2 separate regions of the Zea mays genome follow, and region 1 is linked to region 2. The links are chromatin contacts, called in public Hi-C maps. All regions are on one chromosome and are shown on one strand. Each heading gives the region's core, a stretch centred on a gene start, on an enhancer-like site or on the middle of the called end of the contact. The rest is flanking DNA. Distances are from core to core; before and after follow the strand shown.

Region 1 (7,687 bases), core at 76-2,575, 310 kb after region 2:
CTCTGCACAGTGGTTGTATTGACTGGCAAGAGTTCCACGAATTATCTCTGCAACGGCAAGAACAAGAAAGATCACAGTAAATCGTACCTCTGCAAGATTCTTCCCAGTGACCATGCCGATACACGTTGACAGATATTGGAATAAAATGGCTGAGAAATTGAAGAACAGCACCAGTAGCACAAGATCATAGCCGAACCGAGATCCAGCATCCACTGCTACCAACCACTTTCCAAGGTCAATATATGCCATCGAAATCAAGAGCGTTGGTCCAAGGGTTTGGAAAAGTTTATGTTGAGCATCCCCAGCAGCCAGAGATTCTATACTATGCACACTATTCATGGTGCAGAAATAATGTTAATCAGCGAAAGTATGGAAGACACCAGACCACTAAGCTTAATAGCGAACAGTAAACCAAACTCAGGCCATCTTGACTCTCTTTACGATCCAATTAGTCGATTGCCACTCCTCAGAGAAGATGATCATCCACAGCACTGTAAAAACCAAGGGATGTGGACTTTAACTTGCTTCACAAAGAGTTACACCACATAATTCTTACAGGGATGTGGGCTGCTATCATACTATGGCTAAGAGCCTAAGATGATAACATGTATGCCCCTTATGGAAATTATAAGAGCACTGTATAAGCAACCATGAACTAGTGATGAGGTGTCTTCGTAGTTCCTCCCAACTGAAACCTCAACAGTTAAGACCGAGCCACCTGCAACGTGATCAGAACATATCATATAGAAGGCAGCAAGTAGTCAGACAGAATCCTCTTCCAAATAAAGTGTAGTAATAAAACCCCAAAAGAACTTATATAAAAAATAAAGGATGCCTCCGAAGGGGCAAACCCCTTTTTCAGCTGTTACCTTTTATTCCAGAATTCCCCCCTTTTCCGCTTGGAATTCCCCTGCCACGAGAACTCTACAACAGGAGCGAGGTGAAGACCGAGAAATGCGCTGTAGGAAAGAAAAAAAAACTGCGAGCCCTACTGATCGTGAAAGCGGATTTCTGGAAAGCTTTGGGGATCTTTCTACGGTGCCTTCCTTGGCTAATGCGAGAGAAGAACGGAAGAAGAAAACTGGCTCCTCATCTTATTTGCTCCTCGAACATACCTCGGTGGGCGAGAGACCATGGCGGGGAGCAGGGATGGGCCAACGCGTCGCAGACCGAGATAGAGGCGGCGGGGTGGTGGCGGTGAGCAGTAAGACGTGGGAGGCGTGGAGAGTGTACGACCCCAGCTAGGAAGAGCGGTGGCATTCGCAGGGCCGGCAAACCGCCAAAGTCGGCGGGCGGCGGCATCAGGAATACAGTACACATGAGTACAGTACTCCATGACACCTGACGGCTTGTTCGTTTGTATTGGATTGCGTCCGGAATCGTTTGAGCTAATAAAAATTTATACAAATTAGATAAGCAATCCGGTTAGAAATCGTTTCGACCCACCAATCCAGCATAAAGGAATAAGCCCGGGACAAAAACGAATACCCGTGTCATCGTCTTCGGAACCGGCAACACTCACATGCGTGAACGGACGGAAAAAGTAGTCCTATTTTATTATCATATTGGAATCAAATGCCTATTACTTTTTTTTGAAGTATAAGTTTTGGCTGGAGACTGATAGGCTAAGAAATGAACTGACGAACTTTATTATTAACCAAGAATTACATACATGACAACAATATTCAAGCGTGGACTCCTCTCTCAACCCTACAAAGATCATGGTATGATCTCCATCCCCTACCCTGAGACTGACAAAACCAATGAAGAAACACATCGCACGGCGCAGCACAACAATTTACTACGAGACACAATCTGCCCAGGCTCATATGGAGATGCTGTTGGGAATGCCCATGGCAGTAAGCCCCTCGGCCTTCTCGCCGGTAACGTCCGACGTGTTGGGGTACAGCAGCATGTACGGCATTTCCACAGGCCCCTTCCGGTTCTTCAAGTCCGGACTGTCGTTCATCGTCTTGATCCGATTCTCAATCTGCACCAGCCGGCTCCCGAATCTTTTGAACGCATCCAGCGCCTTGGCGTCTGACGTCCAGCGATCAGGCTCGTCACGCTGGCCGAGGTACACCTCGTCGGAGGAGTGCTTGGAGAGGATCTCGATGAGCGAGATGCCCAGGATGGTCTGGAACTGGCTGGTGATGGTGCGGATGAACACCATGTCCGCCTCCTTCTGCCCCGCTCCCAGCTTCTTGTAGTCGTGGCTGCCTGGCTCCGGCATCGGGCGCCGGCTGGCCGTCGGCCGGTTCGGGAGGTACCCGGCGTATGGGTACTGCCCAAAGTTGACAGCCGCGTGCAGCGCGGATGCCACCCAGATGATGGTCGTGCACGCCCTAGCCAGCTGCTGGACGGTGTCCATCCTGGGCCACCAGTCTCGGTCCTTGAGGTCGCCGTGCGCCTCCTCACGCACCTCCTTCCACCACGCCTGCAGCTCCACGTCACGCTGGAGCTCGCCGTCGTTAGGGTAGTAGATGTCCAGGTACTCCTTGACCCACCGCTCGATCGCCCACCAGATGACGAGCCCGTCAACGGCATAGGGGTAGTCCTTGATCAGCAGTCGGACACCATATGGGCTTGACTGGTCCGGCACAGCCACACCTCTGAACGCACGCAACCACAACCACGTCAAGAACCGAACAGTTTTCTATAGGCGTTTAGTGCTGCTCACCTCAGTGTATTGTCTACGTACCTCTTGACGAGATCTGCTGGGAGAGCCTGCTCGTTGAAATTCCAGCTCTTGTACACGTCTGCCGACATCCCCAGCGCGTACTTTGCAGGGAACACGGTGCGCTCGAAGACGCCGCCGGCGTTGATGAGTGTCTGGCGTGCCAGGGCGTTGATGTTCAGCGTGTCACGGTAGTGCGGGCTCAGCAGCTTGTGCACGGGATGCACCACGCTGAGCTGCCGGTTTGTCGCGATTACGAACGGCTCGATCACCGCGTGCGTGTTCAGCCTGCAATGCAATGCAAGCCACACAATTAAGATTAGTGCTTCAGTTATCTATGTACATTAATTAATTAAAAGGAAAAAAAAAGAGAAAAAGGCACCAGAAACATTTCTTATACCAGTGGCTGATCAGCTGATGCCAGGCAGAGTCGTTTACGCAGGCATAAGCCTTGGCGAGCTGCCAGACGTGGCCCTCGACGCCGGTGTGAGCCGGGGTGTACACCTTGCTGACCGCGCCGCGCTGCTGGCCGTCAGGGTGGGGCAGGCTCAGCTCGATGGCCAGGGGCTTCAGCGTGCCATCGTCCTTCAGGAACAGTAGGGTCCTGCTGGCGTAGATGAAGTTCCCCTCCAGCTCGTTGATCTCGTCGAGGTACGGCATGAAATGGTCATGGTGGTCTAGGATGAAGAGCCTCTTGTTCCTCAGTGCCTGCACAGGGTTCGTTACGCGGAAATCAGATCAGTCGATGGTTTTAAGCGGCTTTCGGTTGTACGTGCGTGCGTTCATGCAGTCCAGCATACGTTCTGCACCGACAGGCCTCCCATGTTATGCCGGATGTGAGCTTCAGTGATCTTGCTGGTGTGGTCTCCGTACTGCCTTGGGTCCAGGGTGCTTTTAGCGGGGAACTCCTGAGATACGAAATATATATATAAAAAAAGGCCTTTAAGGCTCTGTACTCAGTTAATATATGGGGCAAGGTGTATTTTTGCCGATCCAAATGATGCAAGAACGCTAACCGTCAGACGTTTGATGATTACTGGGTTCACGCCTGCAAGTGTCTCTCTCGCGAACTCTTCGTCAGTCCTCCAGCCAAACTTAAACTCCGGAGCCTTTTTCAACACATCTGGTTTTATACCAACCAAGATTCAGCCTTAGCCATGGTAAATTTTTTTCTAGTTCAGGCACCGGCCGTTTAACATAGAAAGATTCCAAAAAAAAAAGAAATTTGGGTTTACCTGATTTGATGACATTTGGAAGGGGCATCTTTAGCGGGTGGTCATGGCTACCGTTCGGCAGAATGCTTCGAAGGAACTCGCTGGGGATCTTCTTCCTGATCTCTGCTATCAGTGGGTTGTTGGGTGCCTCTGGGCCCAGCTCGTAGAGCCCGAGGATATCCTCAAACGAATCGAACTCCTTGGGCGTGTCATCGACGAAAGTCCCCAGTGTTGGAAGAACAGCCTCGATGATCGTCTTCAGCGAGTACCCAAGGAAGTCCGACATCTTGAGATGCCCAAAGCGTTCGTCACGCGGGACGTAGATGTTCAGGTTCAGCAGGAAAAGCCTGCTCTCCGAATTTGGGTCTGCGTAAAAAGGTTAACTCAGCAAGGATTTCAGCCAAATTTCTGGCATCCTGTATGGTATGGACTAGCACTAGCTGACTTGAGCTAGTACCTTTCTTTGTTGGGTGCCGGCCAGTTCTGCAGCGACGGGGATACGGGTGTTCTTGGCTGCCACCGAGGATCGGCCGAGCGTGCTCTTCGCCCTTGTCGGGATCACCAAGGTCATTGTAGTAGTCGTAACGGTAGACGCGATCATGCTCCTGGTATGGTCCAGGATTATCGTCGCCACGGAGAATCTTGAGCTCATCTTGCCGATAAGGCACCAACGCCGCCGGCATTTTGCTCGGCAGATAGGTCTGCAAGCAACACAGGATTAGAGTGAGACTGGCCTGTTTTTTTCTATATATAGCCACGGAGTAATATAGTGCTGGCAGAAGTAAAACGTAGGATGAATATGCCGTGATGGATCAACCAGTTCTGGCCTTCTGGGTCAACAAACGAGCATAATGAATATGCCCTGATGGATCCTTTCCACAAACCTAATTAAGCAGCACTACTTTGCGTTAATTTAGTCATATGCTACGTAAATGCAGTAGAGAGCCCTAACAATAATACGAAGTGATGAGTGTGTGGATGCGGTTGTTTGGTAGTACGTGTTGTGTAGGAGTATACAGATACATATAGCAATGATTGTCCTTGTCTTGTCCATATTTTTGCTTCTAGCAGCAAAAAAAAAAGTAACCTCAATTTTTGTAATTAGTTTTTTAAAACTCCTTCTCTGTTAATATATGCCCGGTAGATCTCCTCCTGCTGGTCGCTTTTCAAAAAAAAAAATCGTGACATGCATCAGAAAGATTAATACTCACGTCGTTGGCGAAGAAGATGCGTTCCTGGGAGTAGAGCTTGTGCGGGTAGACCCACGAGTTGGCGACGAAGACGACGGTGCCCTTGCCTGGGACGCCCTCGAGGGTGAGCGTCTTGAGGAAGAACTCGGCGTGCTGCAGGTTCCTGACCAGGACGGCGCCCGGGATGCCCTGCGACTCGTCCCACTCGAAGCTCACCCGGTACACGGTCTCCCCGTCCGCCGTGGACTTGAGCGACACCACCGCCTCCTCCAGGTGCGCCGCCTTCCCCACCTTGCCACGGCCCCCGTTGCCTGGGATCCACCAACCCATGACAGCATGACGGCGAGGTTTCGTTTAAGCACATTATTAGCTCCACACACACACACACAAAAATAGTACTAATAAACAAGGTTTACTATACGACATTTCAGCGGAGATTACAGTACGGCCGGCCGGGTCCTAAACGCCTGCATGCAATCAGATGACGCTAGCTGGAGCGTTGCCGTGGAAGCGATAGCGAACATGAAACCGCAGTCGCGTTCGAGATTCAGAATGCCACACCACCCACACACAACAACTGTTCCAGCCCGGAGAAAATTCCAAAAAAAAATACATCCCTGTCTCACTGTCTGTCCGTGTCCATGGAAGCAGAGCAGGCAAGCAAGTTTCTTAACCGCAATCATGAGTTCGTCGCAGAGACACGGACCCAGCCACCGCGGGTGCAACGGACCATGGACCAGCGACCAACTCTCACGGGTCGCGCGGTGTCGCTCCTGTCCGTCTGACTGTGTGCTTGCCATGCCGGACGGGTGACCAGTCCAGTACAGGCAGGAAGAGACGAAACGTAGAAACCGAAATGGACGGCGAAACGCGCGGTGGCCGCATGCCCGTGCGTTCCGGTCCGGCCACGGGCGGCGAGCCGGCGAGCGAGCGCGGCCGGCGTCACGTCACGGCCCCGTGGCCACCGGGAGCGGGCGTGTTCAGATAGGTGGCGTGGGGCAGGGGCTCGCTTACTGGGGTCGGCCGCGGTGGCGCTGACGAGCTGGAAGGCGACGCCGTCGTCCCAGCCGAGGATCCTGTGGACGCCGTCGAGGAGCGAGGCGTTGAAGTCGCCGACGTCCAGCACCTCCTTCTTGACCAGCCTCACCGTGCCGCGGATCTTGCCCTCGCTCCACGCCTCCTTGTTCTTTCCCGTCAGCCGGTCCGCGACCCCGTGCCAGAACATGGCCGCTCTTCGCTTTTCTCGCTCCTCGCTTCTCAGGAACGCGGTGGCTGGCTGGTGGATGGGCTTCCCTGCTCGCTCCGTCCCTCGCCTGCCGATGTGATGTGCCGGCAATAAGCGAAGCAAGGCAAGGGAAGGGAAGGCACAAGGCAGGCGTGTATGGAAGTGTGGAACTCCTGCTGCCCTGCGCCGCGATATATAGGCGGCGACGGCTGCTCGCCTCGGCTTTATGCTGCGCCTACTCTTTACTGCTTACTGCTCTGCCAGCCAGTGATGTAGGCGACAACGACATGTACTACTACACGATAAGGAAAGGGTGAAGAAGAAGATGACGACGAGGACGATGATGATGAGAAACTAGTTTAAAAAATGCGGGGATTAAGATTGGATAGTACGTATTACATAGTATGGTATGGTATGGTATACGTCGGCGTCACGGGTTTGGGGACCGTGCGGCTTATGGTAATGGTGATCCCGGTAAGGCCTTGTTCGTTTACGTCGGATTGCACCCGGAATCGTTCCAGTTGATTAAAGTTTATATAAATTAGAGAAGCAATCCGGCTAAGAATCGTTCCGACCCACCAATCCGACACAAACGAAAAACGAGATCAGAAAGCCATCAGGCTGGGAGCCGGCTGGCGGCTGCCCCGGGCACATGCGCGGTTTCTCCGGCTCCAGCTGGTCCACGCCGGCGGAGCCAGCAACGGCGCAGGTGTGTAATTGCAACCTGCAAGCGAGCACGGACGAGCCCAGAGGCCAGAGGCCGAGCTGACTGTGTCCATAGCGCCGAGACCGAAACCGCGGCGGAAACGGGCTGCGGTGCCATGCGCATCCCACATCGACTCCGAGGGCGACGACACACACGAGACACGTCGTCGCGAGTGCACTGCAGACCCTTCACTAGGCTCCAGCGCTGAGTCGTCCTACGGAGCTGCTGCCGTCGACGACGATCATGTACAGTGGCCGTGAGGGCCGCGCGTCGTGACGGTCGCGTGCCGTCCTCAACGTTGTTTCCTCTCGGTGGTCCGCCCTGCAAGCAGAACAGGGAAACAGGGACTGGACATTGACCGGCCGGTCTTAATTGCGCCTGGCTTGTGTTAGTAGTAAATTACGTAGCTGAGGAGGTGCGTAGTGTTGATCCTCCCGGTCCCGGCCCCGGTCATGGCAAGGCATCCGCCGGGGCCACGGAATAGACACCGTGTAAAACTCGAACGAAGAGAAAGGCCGCGGTTTCGGTTTCAGTTGCTGCACGTTTCGCCGACACCGATGGACATGGCTGTGTAGCTCAACTTTCTTCATATCATAACCAATGAAGTTAGACTCACTTTCTAAATAATTGTTTATAATAATAGTTGACAACACTAAAAACTACCCCGAGAAGATC
Region 2 (7,374 bases), core at 459-2,958:
TAAGAGAATTATATCAAATGATGGGTAGAGTAGCTAAAGCAACTAGGGTACCATTTTTGTACTCCAGAAGGACCAAAACACATGAGAAAGCAGTTTGTAGTCAAGAAACAAAAGTTCTGAAAATAACCCCCCGAAAGAACTTCGGTATCACCAAAGAGGCAGGTAAACAAAACCAAAACAAACATCTAGAACTATTAATTGAAACTTTACTTTGTTATTTTCTTCGTTGATGACAAGACAGCATAAGCTAGCTTCAGTAGCAGATTCATTATCAAATGCCCAAGTACGTTTGGCGATTGACAAAAACAACAGCGTAGGGAAGGTAGTAGACGAATTGAAAAATTTACAGCACCATCCACAGAGTAACAGCTAACATTCAGATCTCCAGGTACAATATGGTCAGTGGATGCAATCTACTGCAGAATAGCACGTTCTGTAAACCAATTTTTTACCAGTAGCTTCGTACTTTTTTCTTCAATGAACTCAATCATGTACAAGATGCAGAATATCACAAGCATGAGTGCATGACACACCCTGCACTAAAAAGCAATTATTCCCACTTCATGCACAACAAGATTCTTTTCGAATCCACAGGTACAGATTATGGAAGTACCTCTAGCTGGCGAAGAGTTTCCAAGAGGAGCGCATGCTTCTGCTTGGCGAGCACAAGCTGCTTGTGCAGAGCCTCGAATTCTTCTCGCACGATCCTCTCGCTGTCAGCAATGGCCGCCTCGCTGACCCCTTCCTGCTGCAGCCGCTGCCTTAGGCGCTCGGTTGAGACGGCCACTGCCGCAGCGGTGTCCCCTGGCCCGACCATCTCGCTAGAGGACATCCTCGGGAACATGTCCTTGGTCACCCGCAGCGCCTCGAGCCACGCAGCTCTGTCCTCCCTGGTCTCCGCCCGCAGGTGCAACGTCTTCGTCCCCGAGAAGATGGAGAATCTCCTGTCGTCCGATCTGCTCTCCCTCACGGTTGACACCTACACACGCAAGGGTCGCGTTAACAAGCTGGCAGAACACGAAATGGATCTGGCGATCACGAAGGAGGCACAGGGCCAGAACCGAGGACCTTGAGGTGGATTTCGCCGATGGGATTTCGAGGGTGGTGGTGGCCGTTGGAGTGGGACGGCGAGAAGGCGGAGGGGCGGTTGAGGCGGCGGAGGGACTCCTCGCCGATGACCTTGGCGCCCCGCTCGGTCTCGCGCGATAGGATGATGCGGTCGGGCCCGTGGATCTTGTAGAAGGAGAGCACGCCTTCGTGGAGAGCGAACCAGCGCGGCCTCCACCCGCGCCCGTAGTTCACCCACTTGTACATGATTCCCGAGATGCCGCCGCCGACGATCTCGTTCAGCTTCACCCCCTCGAGCGGCGAGGAATCGCCTCCTCCACCACCGCTGACCCCCGCTGCGCGCGCGCGCCTCTCACCGCCAGTGGCGGAGTTGTTTCGAGGCGGCGGAGGCGGCAACGGCGGGGGCTGCGGTGGCGGCATCACGGCCTGGGTGCCCGCCACAGCGGAGGACGCAGCGGGGGCGGCAGAGGCCGCGGGCGATACGGGCACGAGAGGCGCGCAGCAGAATGGATGCATGGAGAAGTCGGGGTCAGCACCGGCCGGGGCGCGCGAGGTCGCCCCTGTCGCCGGCGAGGTGGCGGATTCTTTTGTGTTTTGGGATCGTTTTATTTTTGCTCCGGGAACGGGTGGGTGCCGCCGGGAGCCAGGAAGACGAGAACGAAAAGGGTGGTGAACAGGACTACAGGAGCTATGTTTGCCTTTGCATGACGGTTGGTTGTCGCTTTTCTTCATCACTGTCACGAATGTTTAAATAACGAGTTACAAAATTAATTACTCCCTCCATCCAATTTAGTTGTTTTAGATTTATTCTAAGTCAATCATTAACCACTTTAACCGGTTATATTAGATGTTTCATAAGATATCACAATACAAAAGTAAAATTTTATAATAATTGACTTAGTACAAATTGAGAATGACTAAATCATGTGGGAGGAGGGAGTAGATGAAAACTAAATGACGATAATTTTATTAAGTCTAATTAAACATATAATTAATACTCGTAATTCATATTCAAACATTTAATATGACATAGATTAAACTTTAGCCTTAATAACCATAAACCCCTCAAGTGGTCAGGGAGGCATTGTCTCGATTTGGTGAGTAACCTTGCTGCTTTTCGTTCAGAACATTATTTGGTCGTGTCGATTTGGCGAGTAACCTTGTTGCTTTTCGTTCTGAAAAAGTATTTAGCCGTGTTTTGAACCTGTTTTGACAAAATGAAGCAATGTTTACTGACGAGTACAAGCAAATTGTTGGTTCTCTAGAAAAAATTGATTTTTGATTAATCCATTTGTTTTTAGAGAATTTGCATTTATAGTTACACTTGACCTAGCTAAAATACCATCTTCGGAATCTGATTGATGAAGAAACGGAGGCGCATCATAGTACTACAAATTCACAACAACTATCATGTTCATTTTTAATTCATTGTCGTCGATTTGAGCTCCAGTACAGGTAGCAGAAGAATGTTCTATCAAAACAATAGTGAGAGAAAAAATGCTCTAGAAACAAGGTAGATGCAAACAACTTAATAACACTGGAGACTGATCCATGAGAAAAAATGTCGTCCATATTTGTGGCTCACCCAATTCACACGTGCGAAGACAGAAACATAATTCCAACTTTCCCGCTGCAGCTGCTCGGCACTGTCATCGGCTCCTTTCCACGCTCGTAGCCTTCTTGAACGTCGCGGTGACGACAGACTCATTAGATTTCTAAAGTCATAGCAAAAGTTTGAGCGAGTGGTATCGGTACGATATAATTGCACTAACCGGAGTAAAATTCAATTATTGTTCTATCTTATGTTTATCTTGTGCGGCCTGACAGTGTGGTTAGCATCCTCGTCGAGCTCGGTCATGGGGTTGCGCATGTACTCATGCTTCCTGAACGAGCTCCGGCTGAGCACCAGCGCCGAGTAGGAGGCGTGAGGAGGAGATGCACGCGAATGTAGATTATCGCGCGGGGAAGTGAAGTACATGGATTGGGAGGAAACACAGTAACGTGTGTTTCTGCAGCGAATGGAGTGTTTTTCACGTGCAAATGAATAGAGAGTCTTCACGAGTAACTGTTGGATGGTTGTTTTCTACTTTTTACTAAACTAAGAATTGGATTAGAATTATTGGAAGTTGTTGGAGATGTTCTGAGTTCACACGCTCCATCTCTAGAAGTTATTGTCTCCCACCCTTCTTTCCAAAACTTCCCTAGTCTCTCTAATTAACTGACCGCTGGTGGATATCAACAGATATGCATGCTACGATCAATTTTTACCGTTATTGAAACCAACTCTCTCCTTTCCCGCACTGTAATTTATTTCGCGCATCAACACACACGCCTCATACCCAACACATGCATCTCGTACTGTACCGCCCCGCCGTCCCAGGGCCCATGGCCGTGGGCGCCCAACTCGGCATCAAGAATAAGTCTACTTTGGGTGTGTTGAGGTGTAATATAAACTAGTTCTTTGTCTTATTTAAATCCCTTTAATAGATCTCAATCTATTTCAATCTCTTGTTAGGTGGGGGTGGGGCTAACTTTTTTGGAGTTTTAGGGCCTGTTTGGTTCGTGGTTAAATGTGTCATATTTTGGCTAAGGTTAGTTTTACGAATTGAATAACTAACTTTAAACAGAAAAGTTAGACAAAGTATATCAAGTTAGTCTATTCGCCCGTTTTGCGTGTGCGATAAGCTGATACTGAGGGGGTGTTTGGTTGTTCCTGCTAAAGTTTAGCTCGGGTCACATCAAGCGTTTGACTTTTAAATAGGAGTATGAAATATAGACCCAACTAACTGGACTAGATTTGTCTCGTCTTTTAATCTTCGGCTGACAAATTAGTTTTATAATCCGACTACATTTAATACCCGGAACGGAGGTTCAAACATTCGATGGGACATATGCTAAATTTTAGCCGGGTGTAATCAAACACCCCCTGATACTCCTAGGCCGCTAAGGCGATATGCCGATATCTGGGGACCAAGGCGGGTCTGGCTACGGTATCAGATGTCATGTCATCCTCCGTTGTCTCGTCCGTTCCAACCCCACTACTTCCACTGCACACGCATCTCGCTTTTGTCGCTGCCAACTGGCAACTGGAGTCCGCCGTCTCGCCTACTGCCGCCAAAGCCAAACGGATCGGTGGCCCGACGCTGCATTACCTTTTTCGTCGTCATTGCTGTGTCGGTCGGGTGGGTAAAGTTCGGTAATCGTGCGCTGGGCCTGGCTAAAACTAAAAGCGTTTCTACTGAAGTCCTGTGCACGTTCCCCCATAATCGCTATGCCCCCATTGTTCTCCGTTCCTTTTTCTTCTTTAAACAAAAAGCAAACAGACAAGAGAGGCCAACGAAGGAACTCGTAACATAAACACACCGATACAAAGTAGCATGTGACCGCCCTTTCGTAGACGCTGACGGAACGTGTCCATTCGGCAAATGGTAATTGTTCACTCAACCAGAACTGGGGTGCGGATTGGTTTCGAGGGCATTTAGTTTAACGCATAAAACTTTTGAGCAGTCAGTGCATGTGGTTAAATCTGATATTTACTAATGTGGTTTCCTTTTAAATCTCCATGTTAATCGTCACCAAACATGCTTAAAAGTTAGTTTAAATATTTGAAATGCGCGGAGGGGGAACCGGCACGGAGTGGGGACTGGGAGGAAACCACAAAATTTGAAATGGAGGAAGACAAAAATTCACAGAGAGGTCCGCGGGGGAAGGGTAAAGAAAAACGGTTCGTAGGCATGGGCCGTGTCGGACTATAGTTGAGAAACCTTTTGGTAGTGCCGGCCCATCTTAACATCCAACAGAACAACGCTCGCCTGCTTATATTTGAGAAAGGAAACTTCTGGTTTTCTCTGCGCGGGAGGAAGAATGGCGTCGTGGTTGGAGCAGCTGCAGCGCGAGCTCGCCGCCCGCGGCCTCACAGTCGCCTCCATCCCCGGCAAGGGAAGGGGTCTCATCGCTACTTGCACCTTCTTCCCAGGTGAAACCGCCTGCTTCCTCGTTCTCCCCGAACCGATGGCGTAGATTTGTCACTACACGCGAAGCGTGGCGCTTGTTGCCCACGAAATGCTCGATTAAATGCGCGAACGGCACCTGCTGTGAACGCTGGTGCCATGACACGCATAGGCATAGACACGTCCTTGAATTAGTGTGATGATTTACTGTTCCGCTGTGTTGGTTCATTTGCTTGGCCTTCACTTGCGGTGTGTTGTTGCAGGGGATGTCATTCTCAATCAGGAACCTTACGCTTCTACACCTAACAAGATTTTAGTTGGATCGAGCTGTGACCATTGTTTCACCTCTGGCAACCTGAGGAAGTGCTCTATGTGTCGAGTTACTTGGTACTGCAGCAGCAACTGTCAGGTGCTGGCAAAACCTACTCTATATAGCACTTACATTTCCATCGATTGTGCAATCGTATGCTTGTGTGGTTAATTCACACACATTTTTTTTAGTGATTATCATGCTTTTGTTATCTTTTTTTACAACTGTAATATGTTGTTAGTGCAGAAAGAAGAATGGAAACTACATCAGCTGGAGTGTAGAGCAATGGCAGCACTTACAGAGGATAGAAAGAAGATGCTTACTCCTACAATTCGGTTGATGGTTCGGCTGGCACTCAAAAGGAAATTACAAAATGAGAAGGTATTATCTGCTTTGTTCTTGCCCCTTTTTAGCTTACCTCGGTTCAAACTATATGTGGTGTCTCATGTAGTAATTTCATTTCACAGTTTTCTTGAAAATGAATCTGTATACTAGTTACAATGCCTACTGGAGTCCAAAGATGCTACTTTATTTACCACAAAGACAATACCATCAAATGGCTTATGATTTCTTCAGAAACCTGTGCTTATGATGTGAATGATATCTTTGTATATATGATCCATAACCGGCTGCGTTTATTGCCAGGTCATTCCATCCTCAAGTATAGATAACTACAATCTGGTTGATGGCTTGGAGTCTCGTATCCTGCCGTGTTCATACATTTGACTGGCGATGAACATAAATATTATGATAAATGATGTTGAATTGACTTCATATACGAATAGATATATCGAAGGTTGATGAAAATCAACTTGTGCTCTATGCTCAGATGGCCAATCTTGTGAGCCTGATTCTTCCTTTTATTGAGCTTGACCTTAAGGAAATTGCACAAACTTTTTCTAAGGTAATACCTAACATAATGTTTCATCATCATGTCCATAAGTTTATGTTGTATTTGCACTCAAGGTATATAGCATTATTTGGCTACTACTACTATACAAGATAGATAACAGTGCTGGTGGCTACCACATGAATGGGTCTCGGGAGGGAATAACCGAGGCAACCTTACCCCTGCATTTTTTTGCAAAGAGGTTGTATCGAACCCAAGACCTTTGGCTCAGTGGAAAGGCTTCTCACCACTGCGCCAGGCCTAGAAGATAGATACTGAAAGCTTTTGAACACAGCTGGTTTCAGGTTTTATAATTGAGCATATATTGGTTAGAATCCAAAGCTCTGTATACGAGATTAATAATCCAAAAGGTGTTGAGAACCTATTTGGATATGGCTGTTTTAGTCCTAACACTTTGGAAAATATAGAATGGAGAGTACAAGTGTCCACTGACACCTTGTAGCTTTATTTGAGTATAGTAGTATGTTTGTATAGCGTACCCCAGGAAGCTAAAAGCAAGAAACTTCAGAAAAATATGAGTAGGTTGTACCAATTTATAATCATCCTAATATTCAAACAGTTGTTGGGACTATCTATCAAAGTGCTTTTTAGTAAAGTATGCTGTTGCTCATCCTAAATCATGGTCATCTGTATGTATCACCCCTTCTGTACAACAATGCTTATGATATATGTGCCGTAAGATTTACTTTCATATCCAGGTGAGTGGTGATCCTTTAGGCCACTGAGATGAAAAATTATTACCACTTTTTCCAGCTTTTCTCTAGACAGTTACAGTTTCAAAATTGTGGGGAAATATTGCCAATGCTGCATATTTTCGAAATGGTGGATATATTGCCACTGTGGATCATATAGTGCTTTTTTTTAAGTTAGTCCATATAGTACTTCAGAATAGCTGTTAGGATTAATTGGCAGGCCCAATGACGTGTGTCGATGAATTAAGCATGAATTATTGATTCTCACATATATGCAGTTTGCCTGCAATGCGCATACCATATGTGACCCTGAACTTAGGCCTCTTGGGACTGGACTGTACCCTGTCATATCCATTATTAACCACAGGTCGTATGCTAAACTATTAGCTATATATTCATTTATCTATTATCTTTACCAGATTAGAGCAATTAATATATCACCAC

The links. Hi-C and Micro-C count contacts between places; a contact is called where the count stands out from the background.
Region 1: a Hi-C map of tassel shows a contact between it and region 2, with 2.0 times the contacts expected there. The contact joins the promoter of LOC100216792 here to the promoter of LOC100381915 in region 2. A contact is called at or near these places in 2 of 25 Hi-C or Micro-C datasets (ear and tassel).

The regions. Positions count from the first base shown.
Region 1 is chr5:12,863,935-12,871,621 of Zm-B73-REFERENCE-NAM-5.0, forward strand. It overlaps LOC100216792 (Ethylene-insensitive protein 2), which reads right to left and starts at 1,326. Exons shown (of 8, transcript NM_001359500.1): 1 at 1,116-1,326; 2 at 870-924; 3 at 88-718. The coding sequence starts at 339. lox5 (linoleate 9S-lipoxygenase5) reads right to left here and starts at 6,529. Exons shown (of 9, transcript NM_001112505.1): 1 at 6,096-6,529; 2 at 5,103-5,392; 3 at 4,349-4,592; 4 at 3,913-4,257; 5 at 3,694-3,800; 6 at 3,478-3,585; 7 at 3,078-3,385; 8 at 2,702-2,965; 9 at 1,627-2,612. The coding sequence starts at 6,306. The coding sequence ends at 1,826.
Region 2 is chr5:12,554,812-12,562,185 of Zm-B73-REFERENCE-NAM-5.0, forward strand. LOC100381915 (putative oxysterol binding domain family protein) reads right to left here and starts at 1,709. Exons shown (of 3, transcript NM_001174692.1): 1 at 1,069-1,709; 2 at 614-979; 3 at 245-534. The coding sequence starts at 1,584. The coding sequence ends at 484. LOC100192749 (histone-lysine N-methyltransferase ASHR1) reads left to right here and starts at 4,930. Exons shown (of 14, transcript NM_001137948.1): 1 at 4,930-5,044; 2 at 5,282-5,427; 3 at 5,575-5,709; 4 at 5,974-6,028; 5 at 6,114-6,232; 6 at 7,209-7,297. The coding sequence starts at 4,933.